Linked DNA regions of Mus musculus: regions 2, 3, 4, 5, 6 and 7 are each linked to region 1. Evidence: chromatin contacts called from public HiChIP or PLAC-seq, Micro-C and promoter capture Hi-C data. All regions are on one chromosome and are shown on one strand. Each heading gives the region's core, a stretch centred on a gene start, on an enhancer-like site or on the middle of the called end of the contact. The rest is flanking DNA. Distances are from core to core; before and after follow the strand shown. Region 1 holds the start of Rnf103 (ring finger protein 103). Region 2 holds the start of Mat2a (methionine adenosyltransferase II, alpha). Region 3 holds the start of Vamp5 (vesicle-associated membrane protein 5). Region 4 holds the start of Rnf181 (ring finger protein 181). Region 5 holds the start of 4933431G14Rik (RIKEN cDNA 4933431G14 gene). Region 6 holds the start of St3gal5 (ST3 beta-galactoside alpha-2,3-sialyltransferase 5). Region 7 holds the start of Foxi3 (forkhead box I3).

What was found. Promoter capture Hi-C pulls out the DNA fragments that hold promoters and counts their contacts. Hi-C and Micro-C count contacts between places; a contact is called where the count stands out from the background. HiChIP or PLAC-seq counts read pairs in DNA pulled down with a chosen protein or histone mark.
Region 2: a FOXA1 HiChIP or PLAC-seq map of pancreatic cancer cells shows a contact between it and region 1. The contact joins the promoter of Mat2a here to the promoter of Rnf103 in region 1. A contact is called at or near these places in 1 of 39 promoter capture datasets (neutrophils) and 1 of 115 datasets of contacts at active chromatin or transcription factors (pancreatic cancer cells).
Region 3: a contact with region 1 is called in an HNF4G HiChIP or PLAC-seq map of pancreatic cancer cells. The contact joins the promoter of Vamp5 here to the promoter of Rnf103 in region 1. A contact is called at or near these places in 1 of 39 promoter capture datasets (pre-B cells) and 1 of 115 datasets of contacts at active chromatin or transcription factors (pancreatic cancer cells).
Region 4: a contact with region 1 is called in a FOXA1 HiChIP or PLAC-seq map of pancreatic cancer cells. The contact joins the promoter of Rnf181 here to the promoter of Rnf103 in region 1. A contact is called at or near these places in 3 of 39 promoter capture datasets (the C10 cell line, liver and pre-B cells) and 2 of 115 datasets of contacts at active chromatin or transcription factors (astrocytes and pancreatic cancer cells).
Region 5: a promoter capture Hi-C map of stem cell-derived epiblast-like cells shows a contact between it and region 1, with 3 times the contacts expected there. The contact joins the promoter of 4933431G14Rik here to the promoter of Rnf103 in region 1. A contact is called at or near these places in 7 of 39 promoter capture datasets (the C10 cell line, embryonic stem cells, fetal liver and 4 more) and 1 of 115 datasets of contacts at active chromatin or transcription factors (microglia).
Region 6: a Micro-C map of embryonic stem cells shows a contact between it and region 1, with 4 times the contacts expected there. The contact joins the promoter of St3gal5 here to the promoter of Rnf103 in region 1. A contact is called at or near these places in 1 of 39 promoter capture datasets (pre-B cells) and 1 of 484 Hi-C or Micro-C datasets (embryonic stem cells).
Region 7: a promoter capture Hi-C map of hippocampal neurons shows a contact between it and region 1, with 2.8 times the contacts expected there. The contact joins the promoter of Foxi3 here to the promoter of Rnf103 in region 1. A contact is called at or near these places in 6 of 39 promoter capture datasets (cranial neural crest, embryonic stem cells, hippocampal neurons and 2 more) and 1 of 484 Hi-C or Micro-C datasets (embryonic stem cells).

What each region holds. Positions count from the first base shown.
Region 1 is chr6:71,492,615-71,495,134 of GRCm38.p6, forward strand. Rnf103 (ring finger protein 103) reads left to right here and starts at 1,263. Exons shown (of 4, transcript NM_009543.3): 1 at 1,263-2,274. The coding sequence starts at 2,049.
Region 2 is chr6:72,438,301-72,440,820 of GRCm38.p6, forward strand. Mat2a (methionine adenosyltransferase II, alpha) reads right to left here and starts at 1,256. Exons shown (of 9, transcript NM_145569.5): 1 at 1,046-1,256. The coding sequence starts at 1,136. Particl (promoter of Mat2a antisense radiation induced circulating long non-coding RNA) reads left to right here and starts at 383. Exons shown (of 1, transcript NR_046011.1): 1 at 383-2,315.
Region 3 is chr6:72,379,210-72,381,729 of GRCm38.p6, forward strand. Vamp5 (vesicle-associated membrane protein 5) reads right to left here and starts at 1,259. Exons shown (of 3, transcript NM_016872.4): 1 at 1,172-1,259. The coding sequence starts at 1,174. It overlaps Gm52494 (a long non-coding RNA gene), which reads left to right and starts at 73. Exons shown (of 3, transcript XR_003956310.1): 1 at 73-564; 2 at 688-895.
Region 4 is chr6:72,361,177-72,363,696 of GRCm38.p6, forward strand. It overlaps Rnf181 (ring finger protein 181), which reads right to left and starts at 1,256. Exons shown (of 5, transcript NM_025607.4): 1 at 1,065-1,256; 2 at 236-363; 3 at 1-50. The coding sequence starts at 1,189.
Region 5 is chr6:72,121,935-72,124,454 of GRCm38.p6, forward strand. 4933431G14Rik (RIKEN cDNA 4933431G14 gene) reads right to left here and starts at 1,263. Exons shown (of 3, transcript NR_045165.1): 1 at 1,111-1,263; 2 at 911-1,012. All of the region lies in intron 1 of St3gal5 (ST3 beta-galactoside alpha-2,3-sialyltransferase 5), which reads left to right.
Region 6 is chr6:72,096,347-72,098,866 of GRCm38.p6, forward strand. It overlaps St3gal5 (ST3 beta-galactoside alpha-2,3-sialyltransferase 5), which reads left to right and starts at 1,262. Exons shown (of 7, transcript NM_001035228.2): 1 at 1,262-1,436. The coding sequence starts at 1,358.
Region 7 is chr6:70,955,341-70,957,860 of GRCm38.p6, forward strand. It overlaps Foxi3 (forkhead box I3), which reads left to right and starts at 1,266. Exons shown (of 2, transcript NM_001101464.1): 1 at 1,266-1,860. The coding sequence starts at 1,269.

The DNA.
Region 1 (2,520 bases), core at 13-2,512:
GCTGGCTAACATTTCACCTGGAATTCCTACTTGTTTTCCTGATCAAGAAGACTCACACACACGCACACATGCACACACACGCGCGTACACACACACACACACACACACACACACACACAGAAACAGAGAGAGAGAGACAGAGTGGGGGAGAAAGACAGAGAGAGGGAGAAAGACAGAGAGAGAGAGAGAGAGAGAGAGAGAGAGAGAGAGAGAGAGAGAACATGACCCTGCTAGAGTTAAATAAACACGGAACCAGGTACCATACGCTTGCCTGTCAAACTCATTTTATATGAGTTCTTCTGGCTGGCTAAAACACACAGACCTTTGCACCTGGACCTAACCACACCTAACAACTTTTGTCCTGACAACTCAGACCTTCATTGTCTACTTTTTAACCCTCTAGGAGACTAGCCACAACTGGATCACATACTAAAATTCTTTTTGGCCATACCTCCTCCAACACACATGTGAAAATCGCATTCTAAAGCAAAGGTAGAAAAACATCTGTTTTCAGAGTTTCACCTCAAGCACCTCAAGCCAGCTGTGCCACCCCTCCCCCCCACCCCACCCCGAACAAAAAACTAAACAAAAGAAAAACCCAAAAGCATCCGCGGTTGACAGGGACTGGACTTAAAACACAGATTCTGATTTTTACAGATCTTGATGATTTGGGTGGGTGTGGTGGTGCACGGTTTTTTTTTTTTTTTTTTTTTTTTTTTTGGGTTTTCGAGACAGGGTTTCTCTGTGTAGCCCTGGCTGTCCTGGAACTCACTCTGTAGACCAAGCTGGCCTCGAACTCAGAAATCCGCCTGCCTCTGCCTCCCGAGTGCTGGGATTAAAGGCGTGCGCCACCACGCCCGGCGGTGCACGGTTTTAATCCCAGCACTTCCATGCCTGGCAGGCAATCTCTGAATTCTGAGGCCCGCTTGGTGTTCAGAGCGGTTCCAGGCGGGCCAGGACTATTTAATAAGGCAGTGTCTCAAAACAAAACAAAAACCACAAACAAAAACGAACATCTTTTAGCAGCCTTTATTTTTCACGCTCAGCACAAAGGTGCACAGTGTCGCAGGGTCCAATGTCCAATCCTGGGACTGAAATCAGTGACTAAACATCAGCGCATCAGAGGGCTGGGACCGCGAGAGCACAGTAACTCGGAAGGTTTACCCAGCCCAGCCTCCCGCAGCCCCTCTCTCCCCTTGCACCCCGCGGCTTCTAACCCCGCCCCTGCCGAGACCCCGCCCCGATGCCGACGTCAGTTGTTATGTCTTGACTGGGGCCGCGGCTACAGCGGGTCCAGTGCTCTGGGGGCGACGGCCGCGGCCTGCAGAGGCGGCAGGGACGGTGGCCGCGGTTGGCGCGGCGCGTCCGCACGGGGCTGGGCACCGCGCGGCTACGCAGCTGACAGGAAGCCGCCCGGGAGAGCCGCGTTGGGGCCTAGCGTTATTTGCTTTTTCCTCTTTTTTTCCTCCCTTCACGACTGTCGTCTCGCGCTCCTCCTCAGCGGGAGCCGCCGCGACGCCCCCTCGCGGGCCGCGGGGCCTGATAGGCGCCGCCCGCGGGAACCTGGAGCTGCCGCCAGGCCTGGGCGGCCGCCGGGGCCTGAAGCCTGGGCGTTCGGCGCGGCGCTGCGGCGGTCACTCCAACCCGCGCTGGGCGCGCCGGGCCCCGGGCCTGGCCCAGCCGAGTACCGCGCCCTCTGGACCACTCAGTCCGGCCCCAACCGCCCTCCGCTGGCCCGCAGTCCCTCGGAGCTGCCTCCCGGTCACCCCAGGTGGGCTCTTGCCCTCTTCCAGCCGTCCGCAGCTCGATGGGTGGGGTGCGTTTGAACGTCCCCCCTTCTCCCTTTCTCAGCTCCTGACCGCAAGGCCAGAGCCGGGGCTCTCAGTCGCACGCACGCCGCGATCCACCTGCCTCCCCGCGGGGATGGCCCGCCGGTGACCGCCGCGCGCCCTCGCTGCCCTCGCCCAGGCTGCGCTCTGTCGCCCCGCACTCGATCCCCTTCCCTTGTCCACGGCGTCCCGGCTCCTGGCGACGCCAAGAGGGCGAAGATGTGGCTGAAGCTGTTTTTCTTGCTCCTGTATTTCCTGGTCCTGTTCGTCCTGGCCAGGTTTTTTGAGGCCATTGTGTGGTACGAGACTGGCATCTTTGCTACTCAGCTGGTGGATCCGGTGGCATTGAGCTTCAAGAAGCTGAAGACCATTCTGGAGTGTCGAGGGCTGGGCTACTCCGGGCTGCCGGAGAAGAAAGATGTTCGGGAGCTGGTGGAGAAGTCAGGCAAGTGCTGGGCTCCTGGAGGTCGCCTCCACTGTCCTGGCTCTTACCCACTCCCCAGAATTAGGCGGTCCCCAGAATGGTTAAACAGACTGCTCCAGAGAGCTGCCCAGGTCATCTTTGTCTACGTTTTCTAAATAAATATGTAAATCTCGGTTTGGAAAAGACAACTGTTAGGTGTATTGGTGTGTTCCAAAGGCTCTTTGGAAATGACAGTTTGAAAGTGTAGCTTTAAAAAAAAATCATTAA
Region 2 (2,520 bases), core at 6-2,505, 950 kb after region 1:
AAATGTGTATTGCAGCCACAGAACCTTAAGATGGAATCTAATGGCTGTACTAAGGAGTGATTCAATAGATATGGAGATACTCCTTTCCTTGAGGGGAGTGTGGGAGGAGCCACAGCAACACTTGTCTTTCAACCATCACTCATCAAGATGCTCCTCACAAGCCATGTAATAATATTGCTGTGGACCCCCTGCGAACGGAAACAGCTCAAACTGAATATTAGTATTTACTAAATGGTTATGTTCCATCTGAAACCCAAAGTCCATATAATAGATTCATTATAACCGATCTCATCATGGCGGTTCAGTGGACAAAGCCTTAAGGAAACATGAAATAAATCCTCCTTTAGTTGTAGGAAAAAGACCAAAGGGAAGACTTTAAAACGAAACCTAACGCGATGGGAGTATACACTTAATTCATGCACTTCATCCTTTTCAAGCACACTCTAAATAAGGGATGCCTTCTCTAATTCGCGCTATATTTAGTCAGTGGCAGTCTGTCACCTTGAAGGCTAAAGGGCATGTCTACCCATGCTCTTAAGCGTTTTCCAGGGGCCGGAAGTCAGGGATATTAGAGATGGGACCTTCGGAGACACCAGCCCCCACTTCCAAACTAGGGGTCGGGTGGGTAGAGGCCGCCAGCTCCGCTTCGCCCCAATTCCACATGCGGCGAACACGTGGTAGCCGCTGCAATGCGGGGCGCGCGCTCCCGGCGGCCGGACGCGAGCACGCGGGGCGGGGTCGCCCACTTGAGGTTTTTCCAGGCGACGGGACTAAAGAGGAGGAAGCAGTGCCCTCCCCGCGCCGATCTCAAAACTGCCTCGAGCCCCCGCCCTTCTCGATTTCTGGAACCTTCCGCATGCCGGGGCGCGCCGCCGGATGAGGAGCGGAGAAAGGGGGAGGGGAGCGGGGCCGCACATTGCAAACTCGCGGCGCCACGAGGGAAGCGCGCGGCCGCTGCCATGCCCACCGCCGCCGGAGACGGCCTCGACCACCCCCAGCGCCACTGCCCTCCGCCCTTCCCTCCTCCGAGTCCCCGTCGGCTCACCTGGGTGACCTTCCCCTACAGACTCGGAAGTGAAGAGGAACGTCCCCTCCTCAATGAACGCCTCGTGGAAGCCGTTGAGCTGCCCGTTCATGGCGGCGGCGGTGAGAGAGGGCGACTCTGAGGAGACTGAGAGGCGGCGAGGCGGAGGGCTGCGGAAGACACAGAGGGAGGATCGCTTCAGCTCTCGGCAGGCTGGAGACTCGGAGCGAACGGAGCGGCGGGCGAAGCGGCCCAGTATTTATAGAGCAGGGGGTCGCGCGCGCCCGGCTCGGGCTCCGCCCCTCGGCGTCGCGCGCCAATGCGCCGCGGGCGGGCGGATGGGGGTTGGCAGGGAGGTCCGCCGAGCCGAGCTCCGGCTGAACCATTCTACCGATGGGGGGGGCGAGCAGAGCTAACCGGGCCTCCTGCCAGTAGTTAGTCATCTTGATGGCGTGGGTTAAATGGAGATGTAAGTGAGTAGACTTGGGGTTTACGCCCATCCCCACGTTGATTGCTGGAGAAGAGAGGATTTGGATTTGAAGGACGGCCTCCCCTGTACGAGGGTATGGTACATCCCTCCGACCGTTGCCCACGGAGGTCTGCCGGCGCGCGCGCCTCCCAGCGGCGGCCGTGGCGGTGGCGGCCGTTTTGTGCTGTGGCTCTCGCCGAGGGTCTTTCCTGCCACCACCACCCTCCATTCGCCACCTCGTGCACCAGCGCCGGGTGGCCCTCTGCCATGTGAAGGTGGCCATGTTGACTGGCCAGCGGAGGCTAATAGGCACTGCCCTTATCCATCCTACACGGTTCCCTCCGGGGAACGAGAGATTGTGAGGGGTTCTAGCCCTACCGTTAGTCATGCCTCGAGTAACTGCTCTGGGGAAAATGGCTGTAAAGCCAACTAGCAGGAATGCTGTATTGTTTTTCCGAACAATTGCCACTTGCCGGCGGCCTCCCCTCCCCCCTCGCCGAGCCTCGTGGACCCCCGTAGTCTGAGACGGTACTAGATTCTTTTCTATCCTAAATCTGACTTTGCATGGCTTGGTTTTCCATGCTTCCTAGGAAGAAATGGACGTTCCAATCTGTTCGAGAGAATATGAATGCTTCTTTCGTGTGTGTAGGGGAGGGCGCTATTCAAGCCTTCAAATGTGCTTCAGATGAGCTTGTCAAGGTCAAATGGCCTCGATTTTATGACACTTTCTCTTTTAAACTTTTGCAGTTGTCTCAGTTTTGCTCATGAAATGAATTAACAGACGGGGAAAAAAAGGGAAATAAAACTCCATACAGACAAAGAGTGGAGTCTGGAGCTAATTGCATGCAGAGACCCTCTATGAGGCCAGTGTCACACAACTGTTGGGTCCAGTCTTAGGGCAGGCCAGGAGCCTGGTGGCTTTTGAGAACCAGTGTTTGTCAAGAACATCGGGTTTTATGATGCTAGGGAACAGCCTGCTCCTAGCATAAGATGCACTTGACTGTGAGGCTGAATGACAACCTCCGGC
Region 3 (2,520 bases), core at 9-2,508, 890 kb after region 1:
GGAAATCAGTTGGGGGTGGGGGTATATATGGTAGTCAGAGGGATGGGATGCAGGAGGAAAGAGCTGGAGACAGAAAGGGGGACAAGGGAAGAAGAGATAGATGATGGAGCTGGAGACAGGCTGAAGGGATAAAATTAATGCATCCCCCAGACTCTGAACCCCCAAGGTTCTCCTGAACAGCCAGATAACCTAACCTGGCGCAGCCTTCTTTTCAGAACTTCTCCTCAAGAGCTGAGAGCCAGTTGAAAGACCATCTCTGCCCTGTACTCTCGGAAGTGGGCTCTCAGCTCCAGCCCATTCTCAGAGCCTCCCTCGGTTTCCTGGTGTGGCCTCAAAGCTTAGGGCTACCTTCCTGCCACACTTCCCTTTCCTGCCTCCAGTTCCCTAGAGATGAGGCCATCCAGGCATTGCCACCCCTAGCCAGGCCACATCCATCCCATCTTAGAGTACTAAACTTGCTTCCAGTCTGGCCACCTTCCCAGGAGCCCTGGAAGGTGGGATCCAGGCATCAGTGGTCCCTGACACTTTTGTCTTGGAAATGGCAAGTCTGCAGCAGGAGTGAATGTAGGTGACTCAACTCATGATTATGTTACTAGGTAGAGGTTAGGAAAGAGTCAGCAGGCTGGGTCACAGGGATAACTTCATGGAACTTTTATAGTAAACAACTTATTTTCTCTTTTCCCCCAGGGAAGTGTTTATCTGTCAGCACGTCAGCACGGGGCCTCTACCAGGCATCTGCTCAGGTTTCCAACCCTTGGGCCAGCTCTGGCTCCTCTTAGCCTGGGGAAGAGCTGGAGAGGTCATCGCATTACCTACCACTTCTCAGCAAAGGGTTCTGAGTGCCTGGCAGCAGCGACCATAAACATCTTCTTTAACCTCTCAAGGACCCACCAAGGTAAGTATTGCTGCCCCTACTTCACTGCGCGGAAAAGGAGGCTCGTGGAGGTTAAGTAACTTGCCCGGTATTGCCGGGAGCTGATAACTGCTCCAGGAGCGTGGGAAGCTGTAGCACCGCTCACTCTGCCCCGACGGGGCGCACTCCGAAGTCTCCCTCCCCGGTTGCCTGCAAAGTTGGGGACTAGTCCGTGCGACCAGCGTGACCTATGCCCCTGGGGTTCAGAATCCTGCTTTTTGCCCCTGCACAATCGCCCTCTGCCCCTGCCCGTCTCACCATTGCCTCCGCAGCCGCCGCCGCTGCCTGCTCGCCGGCTCCGATTCCTCTGCCCCGAGCGGCCTCAGTGCCCGCGGCCCGGGAGGAAGCCGTGGGGCGGGGCGGGCCCGCAGCCCAAGAGGGAGGGGGGCGCGCCTTCTCAGAGGTGCCCGTCCCGGGCAAACCGAAAGCGGTGACAGGACCCGTGGGGCGCCTCCTACCGGGCCACAGGCGTCCGATTTCCGATGACACCCCAGCCTGGTGAATTGGGGACCGATGTCTCTTGGATCTGGGGCTGCATCAGGAGTTAGCCCAGGAGGCGTCATTCCGTCATGCAAAAAGCATCTGTGGGAGCTATGTGCTGGAGCTGACATGAACAAGCCAGAAGTATTTGCCACCTTGGTGAGTGCGTCTCACCCGAAATTAAAAACACACCAACCACTCCAAAGTTCTGATTATTTACAGACGGAACAGGCAGTATTCTGAATACATTGTATGTCACCGAGTTATACCCTTAAAAATGGTAAGCTAGGGCTGGTGAGATGGCTCAGTGGGTAAGAGCACCCGACTGCTCTTCCGAAGGTCCGGAGTTCAAATCCCAGCAACCACATGGTGGCTCACAACCATCTGTAACAAGATCTGACGCCCTCTTCTGGAGTGTCTGAAGACAGCTACAGTGTACTTACATATAATAAATAAATAAATCTTTTTAAAAAATGGACTCGCGTTGTGGAAAGAACCAACTCCTGCAAGTTGGCCTCTGATCTCCATACATTGGGGGAGGAAGATTTTTAAAATGCTAAAGTGTTGCAGACATTTCTGTGAGCTAAAAGTCTCAATGGTGTGTGGATGGATCTCAAGTTTTGAACCAACAAGAGGCAGAAGAGGCAAAGGAGAAGATGGGAGCCAGCTTCCAAAGTGGTACTCAAGCAGAGACCATCTCTTTTGGATAAGAATAAAATACAAACTACACAGACTGTCTTGAAGAGTTTCACAGCATGAGTTTAGGACAGAGTTGCAAGCTGCTGCAAGGAAAACAAACAGGTGTTGCCCAGCCTGAGAACACACACTTTCTCTTAGATTCCTGGTGTGGGCCTTGCGGGATGGTCCTCTAACAGGTGAGGAAGATGGAGTTCTTGACGAAGAGAGATGCCGAGGAAACTGCGGCTTTTCTTGCAGAACTGGGAACTGAGAAGTCCTTTCCTTAATCTCATTGGCCCGTCCCAGCCTCAGGCCAACTTCAAGGTTAAAATGAGGTTGTTTGTAAAGAACTGTGCAAAAGGTGCAGAAAGCCTGAAGACTTGTAAAGGATACGCTGTGCTCTGAATTCCACAAAAAGCTCACGGAGGAATATATTAAGTGGTGCTGTT
Region 4 (2,520 bases), core at 6-2,505, 870 kb after region 1:
CACAGTCTCCTCCGCCTCAAATTCCAAAAGGCACACGGGGCACTTGAGATCTTGAAGAGGAAGTGTCGATCAGGAGAGCAGTTAAGGCCCAACCCAACCTCCCACTCAGACACAGGCTTGGCCTAGAACACTAACAGGCCAGATTGTTGGTGGCTAGGGGGAGTCGGCAGGCAGGCAGGTCTGGCTTATCTGCCCTAAACAGAAAAAAAAAACAAAAAAGGCCTTGTGTCCTCACCAGCCTTGGCGCTACTGATGACTGTTCTAGGGAGGCTCTCCACCACAGCCTTGGCAGCTGGTGGGGGAAGGTGGTGTTCCCAATCTACCAATCCCAGGTCCTCAAAGTCCATCCTATTAAAGAGTGATCTGAGGGAGAAAGTATAAATCAGAACTAAGGAAATCATCTAGTTCCGGCCCCCATAATCCACTGGGAAATACCTGTCCTGGCTAAAATAGTAATAATAACGAATAGTGCACAAGAGCTCCTCAGTAGGGTGGGAGCCAGAGGTGGTGGCCCATGCATTTAGTCACAACACTTGGGAGGCTGTGAGTTCGAGGCCAGTCAGGGATACATAGTGAGATTGTCTCTAAGCAAAACACACACACACGAAACAAACCCACCAGCACAGCTCTCAATCAACCCCGGCTCGCTTTTCCCTTTTTCTTTCTACCTCCCAAGTAGTTGGATTAAAGGTGTGCACTATCACTCCAGGCAACTTTCCCATTTTACTAGAAATAGCAGTCTCAAAGAAGTCGTTCAGGAATAAGCCAAAGTTGATTCCAGGACAGCAGTGAGTTTCTCTCCTTGCTTATTACTAGCAAAACACTACCCAGTTTACACACTTGGGCACAGGCCGTGTCCGCCCCCATGACAATCTTGTCCCGTGCCTCCCTTTGCTACACCCACCCTTTCTATCTTCGTCTTTCCCACGATCCCCTGGCGGGCCCTACTCATTAATAGCCCAAATTAACGACTCCGACTCGACTAATCGCGTCGCCCTGACTAACATTATTTACCCCACCTCCCAGGTTAACCCGCCCTCTCCGCCAAACCCCAACCCAGAAACCTGCCGCCCGGGGCCCAGCTCCAAGCCCCGCGCACTCTTCTCGCGAGTTCCAGCAACATATTGTTGCGGGCCTCACGCTCAGGGTTCAACGGCTCGCAGTCGTGCTCATCAAAATAAGACGCCATGGCTCCTGGGCTGCCGGGCTTGTCTGACACAGCTTTAGGTTGCCGCTGGAGAGCCGAATCCAGCGCTGGCCAATAAGCGATCGAATTTCAAGAGGAGAGCCAATCAGAGTGCTCCTGGGGTGGGCATAGTGACTCGCACACAGAGGCGGAAGTACCGATGCAGCCGCCTCTCGTTGGTTGGATAAGTCAGGTGACCAAAGACTAAAGCCAATGGGGTTGGAGAAAGAGGAAATTCCGGGGACTTTTCGGAGCCAGGATCTGAGGGCTCTCGCCGGTTTCTAGAAGTGCCAGTCCAAGCCGGAAGTATCTCTACTGTGTCTCCTTGGCTGAGTTTACCTGCATGTTCCACCTACTCCCTGAAAGGAAAATTCCCACGCATTGATTATGTTTTATGCATAAAAATGGGTGAAGGGCCTGGAGAGATGGCTCAGCGCACCCAAGTTTTAGTCCCAGCACCCACTGGATGGCGCACAACACTATTTCCAGAGGGTCTGATGCTCTGCGGGCACCAGGCAAATAAGTGACAGACAGACAGACATGCAGCAAGACACCCACTCGTATTATAAATAAATAAAGCAATCGATGGTGCATGTCTTTAAGTCTGGCACTCAGGAGGCAGAGCCAGGTGTTTTTCTGTGAGTGGGAGGCCAGCCAAGGCTAAAAAGTTGAGACCTTGTCTCAATCAATAAAAATAAAAATTAAAACAAATAAATATAAACAATAAAAGAAGGAAAATAGACAAAACCATGCATGATTAGGAGTTCAACTTGGGCAGTTTACTGTAATTCCAGCTCCAGGTAATGCCTCTTTGCTCCTCCTCCCCGGTACCTACATTCACCTGACAAAGCACACATAGTTATAAAATAAATTTTTTTGAAATTTTTGAAAAGGGGGGGAGTGACCGCCAGAGGATTGCAAACTTAAGACCAGCGTGGGCTACATAGTAAAATCCTGTCTTTAAAAAAATTCAAAGGAGAGGCATATTCAGGAAAAGAGCATTCCATAAATACCTGATTGTAATTGTCTAGTACTGTAGTGCGGCACCTCAGAGGGGCCTTAGAGTTCATGCTGAGCATCTGCTCTACCACTGACCTGGGTCTCAGAAGTAGCTTGCCCAAAGTGAGTGCTGCTGACCCACCTAGCAGGGCAAAGTGCTATCCCCCCATCTTTCTCAGAAGAGGAAGATGATAATAAACCCAAGGAAGGTAACAAGTGCTTAGAGCTCTCAAGGTGGCATACACCCATCGTCTCAGAATTTAAGAGGCCACTGGGCTTTTAGGGAAACACTGCCTCTAACAAACAAACAAACAAACAAACAGTATTGTCTTAAG
Region 5 (2,520 bases), core at 13-2,512, 630 kb after region 1:
TAATCTGTAGTGATCTACATTGTGGGAAAAGCAGCAAGCAGGTGTCTGTAAGACAGCTGGAGTAGAATCCCACCTTTGAATCAGCAAAAGCTATGGCTTCAGGTTAAAAAAGATGAACATTTATTTCTCCTCTGTCCAGTGGGATGGACATATAGATTTGACAGAGACAATTTTAGCCAGTGAGAAGCACCGTTAAGTCTATACTTAGAAGACAACCAAATAAAATTTAAACTCTTTTCCTTGTGACTATAATAACAATCAGTGCTCTACCATCTGTCAGAATTCCACTGATCAGTGTTAAAACTCTGAACTTTTGAAATCTTAGTATAACAAGAACAGAGAGGTAAAGAAATATGAAACTCCCATTTTTCATATACCTTAAATCATTCTCTTAAACCTTTACAACGAACGCCATAAGTCACTTTCTTAGATCCTCTGAACTTAAGCCTTCACGTTCTCAGACCTCTCTGCACCTTAGAACACTATCTTAGACCCTCAGAACTTACATAGACTTTAAACCGTTTATCCATCTAGTCATTTACTAGAGGCACAAATGGTTTTTGCTGAGAGCAGCCATTGCAAAGCAAGTGCTTTGAGTAAAAGAACAGTAAATAGCTACATCAGAAACCTGTTTGTCCTTTAATATGAAGCCTGTTGGCAAGGAAACCCCATCTACCTTTCTCAACTGGAGACTTAGTAGCTTTAGAAACAGCAAGGCCTAGTTTTTACATATGATGTGAACTATCTAGGCAGCTGCAGCCTTGCAGGGAGGAGCCCGTTGCCTGCTGCCGTTAAACTGACAGAGCTACAGTTAGCCTAGCCATCAATGCCAGCAGAGATCCGAGAAGGATACATTGTAGCAGAAAGTATCCAAATGGCTTATGTTCTGATTAAAATGACAGAGACTTACTCATTATCGAGATGATCACCCTAGGCTCTGTGGCTACGATGGCTTGGGGGGAGGTGGAGGTCTCAGGCCAGCATTGGTCTTCAGTCACCAGGCCCAGAAGATCTGAGAGAATTTTATGTGGAGGACAGGTGAGGAACTTTGTGGGGACTGACCTTACCCTGTGGTTCTTTCAATGGACTTGAGTTCTGTTCCCAACTGACCTTACTTTGACCAGGCAAGAGTACAGCAATCAACTCAACAGTGGCCGGGTTTGATGGCAGACGAGGCATGAGGCAGTTATGCCCAGTGGTTAAGGTTACCAGAATCCAGATGAAGGTGTCATGTTTAGAAGCCTTCATCTGGCTTCTACTACTAGGAGCTGGGGTCTCTGTCATGGTAAGCTCTTTTACATTAAACATTCTAAATTCCAAATTCAGCAGACCTTTAGAAAGTCTTAAGGACCAATATCTATTAAGTATATACAAAGTAATAAACTTTGCTTGCTTTTAGTTACTTGCTTTAGGCTTAACCTTGAAAAGTAAATAGCCAGGGGGTGCCGCCTTTAATCCCGGCACTCGGGAGACAGAGGCAGGCAGATTTCTGAGTTCCAGGACAGCCAGGGCTATACAGAGAAACCTGTCTCAAAAAACCAAAAAACCAAAAAACAAAAAAAAAAGTAAATAAAGCTTATTTCTATAATTAATGATATTAGCACTCAGCATGACTACAAGTGAGGTTCTGAACACATTATGGAATTTGATCATTTACTCTGTGACTGTTAACTTGCATGTCTTAACTATGGCTTAGCAGCTTTTATAAGACTAGGATTTTACAGCTTTATTTTTGTGAAGTTTGAATTAAAAAAAAACAATCATTTCTGAAGGAACTGAAGCTCTTTGGTATCAAAATAAAACTGTAACTCATAAACACAGTCCACATAGATACTGGGAACTTTGCTGAGCCTTTTACAGTGTACCACTATAGAATATTAGTTTCTTATATTACTCAGATTATCACAATAGCTAAAGCCTAACGAAGTTAGCCAAGACGAGGAAGGGAGACATACATTCCCAAGCCAGCCTCTTCCAGCCTGAGCCGGCCTTAGGTAAGGAGAGACATCCATCCAGTTCTTAGTCAGATTCTTCAGGTCGTTGTCTTGTTGCTCCAAAAGAGAGGAATACTTAAGGTTTTGGTGTTTAGCGTTTGGTGCTCATAGCTGTGGCCCTAATTTTTTAGCCTCTTATCTATTTTTTAAGGCCAGATATTAATAATATAAAACATTCTATAAATTTAAAGTATCCCATAGCCTTATACATTTAAATATTTTAAAAGCTGTTCTTTTAAAAATATCCACTTTTCTAATTTTAAAATATCTGTAAAACTCCAAAATTTTCTCTTAAAGAAGCTTTAAAATCTCTCAATTGTGTGCTCCTATAACAGTAAATAATAATAATAATAATAACAAAGTACCTTTTTTTATTTGAAGAGGGGGAAAAACCCAGAGCAAAACCATAATCTGAACAAGACAAAGCCGAGCTCCAACAGTACCGACAACTCAGTGCTCAGTACCTGGGATTCACTCACCGTCCTCTGGGATTCCCAGTGGGGCCTGGGTCACCTCTGTGGCCCTG
Region 6 (2,520 bases), core at 12-2,511, 600 kb after region 1:
ACAGATCTAGCACGGGACCTTGAGCAGACCCAAAAAGGAGTTTGCTATGCAGTCACCAAGAAAACTGGAGCTGTTATCTTGGAAAGCGTGCCTCCTGACTATCAGAATGCCCCTTTGTGGTTAAATGTTCTTGAGGTCGAAGGCAAGCTATTCCAATATAACAAAGACTATGGCACTAGGGGATTTCCCACACACACATGCAGTAACAAAGGGTCTGCATCCTCAGAAGAACTTGGCTACATTATATCATTTACTCTGCGCTTTGGATCCCTTTCTTGTCGGCTTTTCTAGAAGATCATGGGGAAAAATATCCTAAAAGGGAGATCCAGTCCGGTTTTAGGCCTTTTTAATGCACCAATTTTGGGATTTATTAAATGTGTTTTTAAAAATCGTATGGCATTTCCTTTCCAAAATAAGGTGTGAGAGGCCAGGGCCTCTCTAGCTTTCAGACAAATAAGATTTGAGCGCTCCAAGCCCAGGTTCTGTTCCTGCTTCGGCCTCCAAATGACTTCAAAGCTACTCACCCTCAGTCCCACACAGACCTCAGTTCCTTCTCCTGTTAAAACAAGTTGGTTGGCTTTGGTAACTAGCACAGTAACAACCGTGTAGCCTAATCGTTCTCAACCTTCCTAATGCTGCGACCCTTTAATACACTTCCTCAAGTTGTGGTGGTAACCCCTGACCATAAAAAGTATTTTCGTTGATACTTCATAACTGTAATTCCACTACTGTTGTGAATCGTAAATGTAAATAAACGTGTCTTCCATTGGTATTAGGCGACCCCCAGGTTGAGAACCGCTGATTTAGCTTGTCCTGGTATTTGTCTCTTGGGTCTCAGGAACCCAGGACCAGTAATTACCTGAAGACCAGTGGGCAGCTGGCGAATAAAGCACGTGACTACGTCAAGCCCCTTAGTTCCCCAGCTCCGACTCCTAATTGGATGCTCAGTCAAAGCCTTTAACCGGTCCAGAGCCACCTTAGGTTCTCCGGAACGCCTTCCACTATCTAATCACGCGCAAGCCTGGGGAGAGTTGAAGAGATCCCCGAGCGCGGGGCACCCTCATCCTAGGCTGCCTGGCGCCCCACCTACTTCTCGGCTGGAGTTGTCCCGCTCCCCCTCGCACTAGCAGTCGGAGGGGGCGGGGGGACAGTCCGCTCGCAGGCGGGGCCTCGGCGCACTCTGATTGGTCTCCCTTATCCTCGTGACGCGCGACCCCGCCCCCGCCTACCCCCACCCCCCTCAGCATCCGCGCGGGGGAGCGGACTGTCCGGGGCTGAATTGGCGCGAGCGCGGCGCCGGGGGCTGGCTGGGGCGCGGGGCCCCGGGCTGGCGGCTTGCCAGCGCTCCCTCCCTAGCATGCACACAGAGGCGGTGGGCGGCGCGGCGCGGAGGCCCCAGAAGCTGCGAAGCCAAGCAGCGGCACCTGCCTGCCGAGGTACGTGGCGCAGCCCCCAGTCGGCAGAGCGGACACCGGGGAGCCCAGATAGCGGCGATCCGCCTTTGCGATACCCCAGGCCCAGCGGCTCCTCCCCAGCCCTGCGACGCCGGACGCGCCTGCTAGGGGACACGGGCGGAGGGTCGCGGCCCCTGGCTGCCTACATGGGCGCCCCCGGCGCAGCCTGCGCAGGTGTGGACGCGGCGCTGCGGGTAAGGATGACCTGCCCCGCGTGGCAGGTCCAGCCAGAGTGGCCCTCTTCACGTCGCTTGGTTCTGGGATTTTAATTCATTGCTGGAACCTTCTGAGCCGGCAGAGTCGAATAGACTCAGTGTCTCCCTTGACTGCTTTGGGGAACCTTGTACAGGGTAACTAGTGGCGCCTGAACCCTCCTGGTGCATCCATGTGGGTAGACGTGCAGTGTGAAAGTGGGTAGCTTTCTGCTGGCAGAAATTCACTGGTGACCTTCCCTGCCCCCTCTCTGCGGCCAGTCCTGCGGAGGAGACACATTGGGAGACCGTTTTGGTTTCTTGGAAATTTTAAGCTGTGTCCTGACGAGGGGACGCGTTCTTTGTGCGCTGTTTTATTTGTTTGTTTTGCGGAGAGGGTGTTAGAGAACAATTGGTAGGACCCCAGTAAATGAAAGCTCTTGTCCCTACTGCACATCAGCTGGATGACCTTGGCAGACACTGATATCCTCCTGTGGGGAGCTTGCTCTCCAGGTCTGTACTGGAAGACTTAACTTGCTGTTGGCTTGGGTCTCTTCCACAATGAGTTTGTGGTTTTAACCATTTAGAATAAATATGTCAATTGGCGAGAACTCTGTAGAATCACTAGCTGACTTGGAAATGAAATTTTTATACCTTTCCCCCCAGTAATTCAGTCTTAATTCACATATATGAATTTTGCCTTTGCAAAATTAGGTGTAAATGTAAGTAGATGTACTTAAAAGGAGGAAGAGGCATTTTTATGTGTTGTGCTTTTTCTGGGACCGATGGGTTTCAGGTTCCTTCAGCCAAGAGCTGTGCTGGGTTTTAGACTTACAAAGGAAGGAGACTCACACTCATCTCTGCCCTCTGGTGTC
Region 7 (2,520 bases), core at 16-2,515, 540 kb before region 1:
AATCATGTACATAAATAAATGTGGGTGCGGGGATTCTTTAGTAATATTCTAAACTGTCAGGCTGTAATCCGAAAATAGAAAAAAAAAGCCACCAATAACTTCGCCGCTTAAAGGAGAACTTTCAGATCTGTTTTTATCAAGAACACCTTTAGAAATATTTTGGATGGTAAAAGAGATAATTTTCTCGCTGTCGTTTTGGGTCGTTGGGTCGACACAGTATTTAGCTAATTGCTCTCCTGATGCTCAGAGAACCCCTTCAAAACTCGGAGAAGCTGAGAATAAAAAGACCCAGGCTATAAGCGCGTCTTGAACTACTTTAAGCTTTCTGCTTTTAAATGTTAATTCCAAAGCCACTTACCTAGCCGTCTTTGCAAATTTACCTTTTGAAAAATAACTGCACACCAAAATTCGGAACAAACCGGGTGAAATGAAATGAACAGTGCTTCCTGATTGTAAACAAACATACGGTTTAACTAGAAAGATGAATCACCACAAAAAGAGACAGTAAAAAAACAAAACAAAACAAAAACTTGAGAACCATTTCACACTTGGCCCAGAGTCGGGAAGAAAGGGTGCCTGTCGGGTTGTCATTCATGCATTCACATCTATTATTTTTGATGGCATGGAGCTGATCGATGGAGACCGAACGTGAGTGCTGTGCTAAATATGAATACTTCGAATGAAAAAAAAAAGTTTTAAAACTTTGGGACTTGTTAGAAAGGGAAGTGGAGGCTAGAGCAAATAAGTAGTCAATCCACTCAAACGGATTCACCAGCTTTTTAGGGACCAGCCGGTCCAGTTGGTGAAGTCTGTCTGTTGTTTCAGTACTCTGCTTTTTAGAGTAGGTTGATCGTACGCGGGCTAAGATGGGAGGATGGAGGGGAGGCGAGAAGGATGGATGACCAGACCGTAGGACAGGAGGGCCGGATAAAGGAAGGACCGATGGACGCTTTTCACCTTGACTCCGGAGCTAGCAGAAAGCAGCGGGGACCAGGCAGGCGGGGCAAAGGAGGCTGCATTCTGCTCCCGGGCACATGGGGCGTGGCGAGGGCGTGGACTGTGGAGCCTTGGTCGCCCAGCCTCCCAGGTATAAGAGACGCGGTACCCCCGCCCTCGGCGAGCTCCTCAGCGCTCCAAGTCGGTAGTCGCAGCGGAGGCCAGGGCGGGCCGTAGGGTTGGTCCGCCAAGGGATGCTCTCTCCGAAGTGCCGTGGCCAGCCCCGCTCTCCCAAAGCCGCTGCCGCTCTGCACCAGCCCTCGGTCGCCGACATGGCCCTGTATTGCGGCGACAACTTCGTATACTCGCAGCCCGCCGCCGCGCCTGGTGCGCCCCCGACCTCCAGGGCACCCTATGGGCTGTCCGACTACGCCGCACCGCCCGCTGCAGCCGCCAACCCCTACCTGTGGCTCAATGGGCCCGGCGTGGGCGGCCCAGCCTCCGCTGCCAGCTACCTAGGGGCCCCGCCGCCGCCTCCCGGAGCTGCGCCCGGACCCTTCCTGCAGCCTCCAGCCGCTCCGGGCACCTTCGCGGGCGCCCAGCGGGGCTTCGCGCAGCCCTCGGCGTCCGCACCCGCCTCGCCCGCCGGCTCGGCAGCCCCTGGCGAGCTGGGCTGGCTGTCGATGGCCAGCCGCGAGGACCTGATGAAGATGGTGCGACCACCCTACTCGTACTCGGCGCTCATCGCTATGGCCATCCAGAGCGCGCCTGAGCGCAAACTCACCCTCAGCCACATTTACCAGTTCGTCGCCGATAACTTCCCTTTCTACCAGCGCAGCAAGGCCGGCTGGCAGAACTCCATCCGCCACAACCTATCACTCAACGACTGCTTTAAGAAGGTGCCCCGCGACGAGGACGACCCAGGTGAGGATGGTTGGGCAGGTGCTTTCCGGCCGCGAAGCCGCGCACTTATAGGTCCTGAGAGCCGGAGCCCAAGATCCGGTCTGTGCGCGACCGTGGGGCCTTCTCATTACTAGAGCGGAGAACATGAGGGGTTAGTCACCCAAACCTGGTCTGGTAGGGATGCAGGAAACATCAGATCTCCACAGAAGACATGGTCCCTCACACTCAGAGCAGAAGCTAGAGGGCTAAACCAAAAAGTCCATACTCTCAAACAGGAGGTCGATTCAAGGAACAGCGTAAGTCACAGGAAGATAGATCGGACAGGGACAGGGACTCTCAGAAGCAGGGTGTTACAAATGATGAAAGAGGACATTGGGCCTCATTTCCTCCTTTGAATTCCTAAGGATCGATCTCCCTTTGTGGGCTAACTGAGGTTTGGGTAAGTTAAGATACGAGCACCCCGAATTGGCTTCCTGCTAGTCTCAATCCTGTACCTTGAGTGAAGAAGACTGCATAGGGCTGGGTTCTGAGTACTCCCTTACCTGGCAGAGGGAGGTGGAAGAGGAGTGAAGCTTACCAAGAAACAGATTCTTGCTTGAGGCTTCTTGAATGAAGCCAGAGCGGTTGTATTGGGGGATGGAACCCAGGGTCTCAGATATGCAAAGGATTAGCTCTACCATT